Linked DNA regions of Mus musculus: regions 1 and 2 are each linked to region 3. Evidence: chromatin contacts called from public HiChIP or PLAC-seq data. All regions are on one chromosome and are shown on one strand. The core of a region is the stretch at or near the end of the contact, and the rest is flanking DNA. Distances in the headings are between cores, read along the strand shown. Region 1 has its middle 42 kb from the start of Gm46023. Region 2 holds the start of Ano1 (anoctamin 1, calcium activated chloride channel). Region 3 holds the start of Fgf15 (fibroblast growth factor 15).

Region 1 (2,779 bases), core at 58-2,557, 210 kb before region 3:
AACCCTGTCCCCTCTTTGCTTTGGCTGCTGGGAAGCTCAGAATGAAGTTTCATACTTGTTATTAGACAGCACAGTAGCCCAGGACACGAATCCTTCTGTCATCTGCCCCTGTGGGCTCTTTATCCTCAGGCTCTGCATCCCGTGGAGCAAGCCGGACACAAGTTATCAACTATAAATAAAACCAAGGCTTCCGTCCTGGCTTGCACTTGAGTTTCCTGGTGCATTTTTTTAAGTCCCTAGTCAACAGAGTTGGGGGGGGGGAGAACCTCCTAACGGAAGATGACATCACCATCAGCTGGCCTGAGGAACAGGCCCCAGCCCTGCAGGCGCGGGTGGACCCTGAATGCCCCCATTGTGAGGGGTAACTTCATCACACAAGTTCCAACGTGGTGGAGTCTCAAACGGGGTTCTGTGGTTTCTGCCCCTCTCAGGGGCGCACACACAGGCAGCTGCGGTTGCTCGGCTTCCTTTCGCGCTGCAGTCCTGGCCACTGGCCAGTGCAAGTGACCACCCCTTCCACCCTGAGTCACCATCATTCTCAACTCTGATTCAAGTTCCTTTAAAGGGACAGCAGGGCCAGGAGAGGGAAGCTGTTCAGGGGAAGAGGTGCTGGGGAGGGGGACAGAGACAAGAGGAAGCCTGCGGGTGCTCTGGCAGACGCCTGGGTGGAGGGGGTTTCCTGCCTCCCCCAAGCAAGTGGAGCCTGTGACTTCCCCAAAGTCTATAAAGCACGCAGCAGTTTTCCTCTCTGCCCTGACAATCCGGGGGCTCACAAGGCAGGCTCGGGCTTGATGGGCCTCCCCAATGTGTGTCCTGCCTGATCCAAGTCCTTGTTGTGGGCTTGCTGAACTTTCTTTTAGCCATCTGCAACTCTTCTGCTGCCTGCCCTCTGCTCCACTCGAAGTCCTGTCTCCTCCTAGGAGGTTCAGCGTTGCGTTCTGCCTGAAAAGCCTGGCTGGCCCTGCAACCCAAGCCAACAGCAACCCAAGACCCTGCTTCTGTTGCCTCCCACAATGCGGGTGGGGGGGATCCTACTGGCCAGGCCACAGCTCTTACCTGGTTTATTGCAGTTATTTACTAACTGCTTACCTATCGGTGCTTGGCCGCAAGGACGCCTAGCCACCCTGCCAAGTGTCCCAGACAGAGATGGGGAGTAGGCAGCTCTTCCCTGTGCACATGGGGCTGGAGGGGATCACAGGAGCAATGCAATGAACAGGTCATATTTGCAAGCCACTGCTGGAGCCCTGGCTCTGGAAACTAAAGAATGTCCTTTTCCTTTTTTCCCCCTTGTCTGTGACTCACACTTTCGTTTTGAAGTTCCCTCTGCCGTCTTTCCCCTGAGGTTATACAGTGGTCAAGGCAGAGCAGCAGGGCGTGGCCAGCGGCAGGAAGCTCAGCTTAAGTTTCATTCACAAAAATCCCCAAGGCCACAGGGGCTGGGGAGAAGGCTCTCAGTGGGCTAAGTGCTGGCCTTGCAAGGTGAGGGCTTTTGTTCAGACTCCCAGCAGTGGGTAGTGGCAGGCCTTGAGGGATAGAGATAGGCAGACCCTGGAGCTTGCTGGGCAACTGGTCTAGCCATTCAGTGAGCTGGGGGCCAAGGGTAGAGGGGTGAAGGCAGAAGGGTCCCTGGAGCATGCTGACTAACAGTCTGTCAGCCAAGTCAGTGAAAGATCCTGTCTGGAAAAATAAGGTGTCACACAAAAGAAAAGACACCTGACAGTGACCTCTGACTTCACACACTGATGTGCATGCATGTACATCCGACAGAGATAGACAGACAGAGAAACACACCTCCCCCTAAAATGCACAGATGCCCATCCATACACACACATCCATATACACATACTGGTCCCATGTCCTGCTGAGGTTCCGTAGGCCCCAGCCCTGTTCCTAGTAGCTGGAAGCTTGAAACAATCAGGAGTGATGGAAGGATCCTGGGGCAAAAGGGACCCAATCTTGTGCTTCTAGTAGGCCAGAGGCAATTTCAGTCTCTTCCTTCCACCTCTGCCTCACATGTTGTCTCAGGGCTGGGCTTGGGGCTGCTGTGGCTCCCACACAGAGCCGGGAGACTGAGTTGGAATGGCCATCCTCCTGCTCTATTTCCTTCTAGCAGTATTTGTAAGAAAACCCCAGAGCCCTGCCAGCCTTGGCTAACCCTCCTGATAGGGGCAATCCAGGATGGCCCCAGAGCCCCAAGACCCCAGGGCCTTGGAAGGGTGGTCTATCTTTCTGCTGATCCCCTGGCAGACAGGAACGCCTGATTCCTAGTCCAGGGAGCCCCTGGAAGCCAGTCCTGAAACAAGGGAAGTCTGCACCACCATCTACTTACTACAGGCCAAAGCCAGGCACCTATGCTCATCTGAGCCCTGGCTCCTCCTGCACCGGTCCAGCTCTAGCCCACCTCTCCCTACTAGCTCCCAACAGTCCCTCGTCCCATCTCCTAGATGGCCTCAGGGCTTCAGTACTCCTGGCTTTCACATGCATTTGAGCCTTTACATGTGCCAGTACCTTCTACCTGGCCTCCCCTGCCCCCTTCTTCCTTGGCCGTCATCTCCTCACATCACACCACACACCCCCTCCCCACCTCCGGCAACTCCCCTCACATGCTCATACCTCCATGGGGCTTTCCTTACCACCAGCTTAGGCCTCTCCTGATTGAGATGGCTTTTCTGTTTTCCTGTCCTTTGATGAATGGCCCAGATGCTAGAATCAGAAGCTCTGGGGTGGAGCCTTAACACAGTCATGGTGGTCCAAGAATCAGCATGAAGCTGTGATGAGT
Region 2 (3,216 bases), core at 505-3,004, 160 kb after region 3:
CTTCTGATAATAATATGTTTAAAAAAATGTGTATTTTAAAACCTGGCTCAGTAGACAATAGCCAGCCCCGGCCCCCAAAGGTAAACAATGAGGGAGTAAAAATAGTCCCAGCAAGTGTTTACATTTTTGTCCCCCTGAGTCTTTTTGGTTTATAGTTCATCATTTCAAGGATAAGAATTCTAGAATTTTCTGTGTATTTATACAACGGAGCTATTGCTGTGCACCACGTTAGTGATCAGACCCTTCCAAGAAAAACCAGTTTTATCTTGACTCCCACACACTGGTCAGATGGATCATGACTGACTGTGGGAGGGAACCAGGGCAGCCCCTTGCTCCACGTGGTCTCCTTGGCAGACACCAGGTACAGGGCACACTCTGGGGGGGCTTCTTAAGACTTCCAGGGAGAGGAAAAGTCCCAACCTGGCACTAAATGTCTCAAGCCAGACTCAAGGAGGCAAGGTAGAAACAACAGGGCTCACTTGGCTGGGGATGGTTCTCTGTGGTTCACCCACTAGAGTCTTTTCCATTCAGAGCAGTGTACAGGGGGATCAAGTGCCCCCTTCCCTCCCACCCACCCCTGAGGTTCGGCAGGGGGAGGAGCCATGGCTCATGCCCCTAGCTGGGAGCCCCTTCCCTGTGAGAGTGCAGTGGGTGCCACACAGTGTCTGGGACCTGTCTCCATCAAGGTCCAACCAAAGCATTAGTGGAGAGTTGACTTGGCAGGTGACCCGGGGTCCTTAGCACTCTCTGTTGTCAACAAATGACTCTCCCCACCCCAAAAGTTGAGACTGGACTCCCATCTGCCTACTCCCCTCCCCCAAACCAGCAGATTAACGTTTTGTTTATGGTCCTTCTGTCCCACAATTTATGATAGTTATTTAGAAATGTCACACAAAAGGCACCTCCTCTGAGCAGTGGGGTACTCAGAGTGCCCATCCCACAGAGCCTCCCAGAGAGCAGGGTCTCTGTATCCCTGCCCAGACAGAGCCTGCCCAGCAGCAGGGGCCCAGGACAAGCTAGCAGCCAGAGGCTCAAAGCTCTTGGCTAAATCCTCTTTGCTGCAGTTAATGAGAATCCCCACGTTCCCTTCCACCCTGGGCTATTCTCAACTATCCAGAGTCTTAAGTTCTGCACAGGTGGGGCTTACCCTAAAAGGTACCCTAAAACTCCCTGGATTTTGTCCAGAGGGTGATGGGTCACATCTATAATCTCAGTATTTGAGCGATGAAGGCAGGATTGTGGTCAGTTTGAGGACAGCCACAGCAACATAGCATGACCCTCTCTCAAAATCCTTCCCCCCTCCCCATTTATGTAAAATAAAAATCAAATAGTGAGTGTGATGAACACCCCACTTTAATCCCAGCTCTGGGGAGACAGAGGCAGGTGGGTCTCTGTGAATTCTAGGGCAACTAAGGCAGCAAAATGAGACCCTGACTAAAAATAAAATAAAACACCGCTGCCCCCCCCCCCCACCACCACCTCACTGGCGTTAGTTAGCCTTTTCATCTCTTCCCACAAACTGGCAGAGTGGTCGCCCAGGGTCCTGCGGGTTAGAGGCGGGGCTGGCCCACCCTGTGAGCCTCCCCTGTCCAAGGCTGCTCCCTGGGGCCAAGCTAGAGTTGGGGGCACCTCCCATGCAGTGGGGGGCGGGAACAGGGCGGGGCGAGGGCGCGGCTGCAGGTGACCCCGTGACCCCCGGGGCGGAGAACTGGGGGACCCCAGGACTAGAGCGCCGGGGGCGGAGCAGCGCGGTGCAGGCAGCTGGGCTCAACCTTCCTCCCGCCTCTGCCGGTCCCTCTGCTGGACCCAGGGCGTCCGGAGCGAACACATCATGCAGGACGCGCAGGACAGCGACATCGGCCTGGAGGGCTTGACCCCAGAGGGAACCTCTGCGGACCGAGAGTGCCAGCGGGGACCGGAAACAATCGCGCACGAGGCACAGGACGCAGGAACCCCCAACTCAGGTGGTAGGATCTTCCCTGAGCCGCTCTGCAGGAGAGCGCAGGGACTTGGGTGGAGGTTGCAGGGGACATGGACGGAGGGACAGACAGACAGACAGAGAGACACGGTCAGTTGCTGCGCGGGGGTGGGGTGGGAGCTAGTAGTGCCCCCCCTCTCGAGGGAACCTGGCATCCCTAGAGGGAGTCTGTAGCATCCTGGAGAGACCCTGTTAGACCCCCGAAGAGGGACCTCGCCTGTCCCCTGGAGGGACTTAGGCCACCTGGTTTCGGACTTCCCCGGAGGCATCCCCAGCTTGCTACATCTAACTGCTCCTGGCAGATGTGAGTCTTCGGATGTTTTTACAGGCACTATTAATACTCTTAATATTTCCGCACTGTTGTGGAGATTTATTTGGGAAGTAAAGTAACTCGATGACTCGAAGTCATAACGGAAACTGCTGGCAGAGCAGGGAGACAGATGAGGTCGGGAAGCCAGGAGGGGAGGGGGAGTCCTGGCTACTAAGTCATCACCTTGGGTGTTTTTATATGAATAATTTTCAAATAAATGACCCAGGAAACGTTTCCTGCATGTTATCCTCCCAGTTCAGAGGTTATTAAATAAACCCGGAGTGGGGTGGCAGGAAGACGTGGACTTGATCACACAGTTGGAGTTTGCTGGGGCTGAGCCCTGGGAAGGATGCTCTCTCTGCAGCCTCCCTCCCTGTCTTCACTTAGACTCCCATGAAGCAACTTATCCCATGTTCTTTTCAAAACGACCCAATTTGGCTTTTTCAGCATCAAATTAAGGTAGAGGGGCACGCCAATACCAGGGTAAGAGCCAGGGCTTCTGCCAAGGCTGGTGCTGGGTGGCCAGACCACTCTATCCCCCTTTCCCTCCCCCTCCAGCTCATATTTCTGTCCTTTTTGCAGCCAACCAAAAATGCCAGCACTGGGCTGGTTCTGGGTGAGCATCTCACTGGGTGCTGGGCACTGGAAGCAGGACTGTGGGTGTTAATCCTCTGACAACTGTAGGCAGTGGGACATGGCCTTTCCCACTCCACAGACTGGAAAACTGAGGCTTCATAGAAGACAGGGTGGCACCACCTGGGTGTAGCTGTTGTGAGGGTCCCCTGACTCCATCTCAGGCAGAGTCTGGATCATGCAGCCAAGATCTGATGAGAGAGCCTTATCTTGGCCTGTGTCTGCCAATCATTGTAGCAGGGAGGCCTGGGCTCTGCTCGCTTCCTGGATGTAGGCCAGGTGGGTCTCAGGTGTG
Region 3 (3,057 bases), core at 443-2,942:
CACCAGATCCAGGGTGGCACTAGAATTGGGGGGCAAAGCTCCCATGGGGCCTTCCTACACTATTTACATTAGTGCAGAATGGAGGTCGGACTCCTTGCCCAGCACAAATAAAGACTTCAGGAAGATACAGGCAGGAGATTTGCTTGGGCCTGGGTGTCAGCTTTCAGCCAGGCAGGGGACCCCCTCCTCTGAAGCCCCTTCCTTTCTCTGCAGACCCCTTTCTTTCTTTCCTTCTTTCTTTCTTTCTTTCTTTCTTTCTTTCTTTCTTTCTTTCCTTTCTCTGTGGTCTTTTCATGTAGATAAATCAACTTCAGAGCCACAGACAATTTGGGGACTCTTAAAGAAACAAAACAACAAAAACGTTAAGTCCGGTAGCCATCCTTCCCCACTGGGGGACCTCGCACTGGTACTGCCAGAGGTAGGGCTGAAGGCTTCTTTGAACCCAGCCTCTATTCCTACAGAGCACTAGCCTACATACTTCATGACTACCGATTTTTAGGGGTTATGTGAACCTAGCCATCTCGCCTCACTCCAGTTCCCCCAGGTCACAAGCAGATGAGCATCTTGGGTACTTTCTAAAGTATCTAATTTTTGCATCACACCATGGACCTAAGAAAAATTGATTGAAAAGACCCTTCTTTCCTTTTTCTTTTCTTTTTTATTTGAGGGAGGGGGAGGAAATCGAGGACCACGAACACGCAAAGCCAGGAGAGGAGGCTTTCCTGTTCAGTATCAAAGGGGCCGAAAGCTGAATGGGACTCAGCAGTTAGCCCAGTCTTTGGGAAGATTAGACAGCTTCTCTGGTCTCCCTGCTCCCCCGCTACAGCCTGGGGCCATCACTTTACGCAGGGCGGGCAAGAGCAATATTAGCCCCACTATCATTGGTACCTTGCCCTCGAAGTTCCTTTTGGACCTGAGCAGGAGGCGAAAGAACAAACAAACAAACAAAAACAATACGGACCCAACGCGGCCGCGAGCATCCCGCCGCGTGGAGGAACACTCACCAGCCCGTATATCTTGCCGTCCGCGCTCATGCAGAGGTACCGCACGCTGCTGACGTCCTTGATGGCAATCGTCTTCAGAGCGACCGCGCGGAATTCCAACAAATCTGCGAGCAAGAGAAAGATGTTGCCGGGCCCCAGCAACACGTGAGTACAGCGGGGCCACACTGCATCGCCCTTCCCCAGCTCCAGTCTGGAAGTCAGGGGTGGGAGGATGTTAAGGCCACGGCGACACACCCACGTGCTTCTGGGTCCTAAGGGACCGGAGGGGACGGGCTGAATGATACTCACTTCGTTCGTTTTGGTCCTCCTCGCAGTCCACAGAGCCGTCGCTCCGGATTCGGAGGAAGCAGTTGGAGACATAGGGACCAGCGGAGTACAGGTACTGCAGGCGGGTAATCTTGCCCCAGCCGTAGAGAAAGAGTGGATCTTCATCTGACACAGACTGGGATTGCTGAGCCAGGGGACGCCCAGACACAGCCAGCCACAGAGTGGCCAGGACCAGGGCTCGGGCCACCGCACGCCCGTTCCACTTTCTCGCCATGACACCTCGGGGTCCTGAAGGCCGTTACAAAGGTGGCGCGGAGACTGCGATGCGGCGGGGACTCAAGTTGCAGGCGCAGGGCAGGCACAACCCACAAAGCAACTGGGCGCTTGTGGCGTGGGGCGCACAGAGTTACTGCTCCGACAGTGGGGTGGCTCCGGGCACGCGGCCTTATATACGTTTCGTCCCGCGGGCCCCGCGGGTAGGTGACCCGGGCATCAGAGCATTTCTCCTCCTAATTGCATCAAGTCTCCGCCCCCCGCACACACCCATTCAAGCCCCAACCCAGTGACCCCGCCCAGGCCGGCCAGATCTGGCAGAGGAGGAGCCCCCCCTTTGCGACCCTGGCCTGGGGAGCAAGTGTTCAATGCACAGTATCTTGGTGGTTATTGAATAGGCTATTTTAATTTTACTATTAATTATTGAGGTCTTCAGGCCCTGGGCTTTCAGAGGGATGCGCGTGGGACAGTCACAGAGACTAGAAGGCACGCAGAGCTCTGCCTCCGTAGCCCCCTGTTTGAGTCTTGAATCTCTCCTTTAGCACGCTATCGCAGATCCTACCCTCCCTCATTCTCCCGGCCCCAGACCTAGGCTCCCTTTTCATGGATATTTGCCCTACAAGGTGGAGACCTCGTGAGAACGTGTCGCACGCACTAGGTGGCGCTTCAGCCCTAGTTTCGGTCTCCAATGTGCTGCCAGTCGCTGTCTGCACGTCCTCTGCCTGCCTCGCGCGTGGACTCCACAAGTGGAATGTCACTGGGGCTGCGACTTTTGAGAAGGGTGGACTGACCAGCGTGCAGAAGCACGGCAGGCCGCGGGATCCCCTCTTGGGTCGATGATCAGGCCCTTGAGTCTGTGCGCGGGGGACAGCTGCGTACCGGAGAGGAGGGGGCCAGCTAGGAGCAACGGTGGACGCTGCTGGCGGCCGGTCAGGTGGGAGGAGAATGGGGGCTTCTCCTAGAGCCGCTCTTGCAAAGAAAAGGAGGCAGCCTGCAGAGAATTCCCCTGCCTGAAAGAAAGGGTCCTCGCAGGGGGCTTTGGCTCAGCGCTTATCCTTTCTCATTATGCCTCCAACCCCCCAACTCCTGTATGTGGGGCCCCAGGAGGCTGGTTTGGGTAAAAAGGTACTGGCCTAGCTCCGTGGTGATGGGAGGTCTGTCTGCAGGGGCGGGACAGCAGAGAAATGGCAGATCTGATGAATCTCAATGAGGAACACGCCACTTTCAGACGCCATCAGTGACTGGCATTAATGACGGAGCTCTGGGAGAATGTCATCAGGAAAGCCTTTACAAAAAGACATCACCGAAGGCTCTCAGGACCGGGGACTCCCATGCTGTGAGGCTTGTTTTAGAGAGCGATGTCTCCTGTAAAATCTAATTACTTCTCCCTTGTGATTCTCAATCGACAGCGCGGGCTATTAATCTTAATTGCCTTCTCCTGACGCTTTTGTTTTAATGTCCGTGATAAATGTGGGGTACCAGGGAGGTTGGCAGAGGCTTTACTGAAGAGTCC

The links. HiChIP or PLAC-seq counts read pairs in DNA pulled down with a chosen protein or histone mark.
Region 1: an H3K27ac HiChIP or PLAC-seq map of microglia shows a contact between it and region 3, with 4 times the contacts expected there. The contact joins the enhancer-like site here to the promoter of Fgf15 in region 3. A contact is called at or near these places in 1 of 39 promoter capture datasets (pre-B cells), 5 of 115 datasets of contacts at active chromatin or transcription factors (embryonic stem cells, microglia, pancreatic cancer cells and 1 more) and 2 of 9 other capture datasets (liver and pancreatic islet).
Region 2: a contact with region 3 is called in an H3K4me3 HiChIP or PLAC-seq map of embryonic stem cells, with 42 read pairs. The contact joins the promoter of Ano1 here to the promoter of Fgf15 in region 3. A contact is called at or near these places in 4 of 39 promoter capture datasets (the 3T3-L1 cell line, embryonic stem cells, hippocampal neurons and 1 more), 6 of 115 datasets of contacts at active chromatin or transcription factors (embryonic stem cells, pancreatic cancer cells, stem cell-derived neural progenitor cells and 1 more) and 2 of 9 other capture datasets (adipose tissue and pancreatic islet).

Annotation. Positions count from the first base shown.
Region 1 is chr7:145,109,394-145,112,172 of GRCm38.p6, reverse strand. No RefSeq gene overlaps it. Among named protein-coding and RNA genes, the nearest start is that of Gm46023, 42 kb to the right of the region's middle. Within about 2 kb of position 1,307, at least 288 of the 459 cell types and tissues checked have an H3K27ac peak or open chromatin away from gene starts, as enhancers often do. A contact at or near this core is called in liver, microglia, pancreatic cancer cells and 2 more, where this site is marked.
Region 2 is chr7:144,737,111-144,740,326 of GRCm38.p6, reverse strand. Ano1 (anoctamin 1, calcium activated chloride channel) reads left to right here and starts at 1,754. Exons shown (of 26, transcript NM_178642.6): 1 at 1,754-1,964.
Region 3 is chr7:144,895,167-144,898,223 of GRCm38.p6, reverse strand. Fgf15 (fibroblast growth factor 15) reads right to left here and starts at 1,692. Exons shown (of 3, transcript NM_008003.2): 1 at 1,293-1,692; 2 at 1,005-1,108. The coding sequence starts at 1,545. It overlaps Gm26793 (a long non-coding RNA gene), which reads left to right. Exons shown (of 2, transcript XR_003946907.1): 1 at 1-1,148; 2 at 1,319-3,057. RefSeq lists a cis regulatory region at 1,826-1,840, enhancers at 2,681-2,713, 2,734-3,057, 2,543-3,057 and a promoter at 1,607-3,057.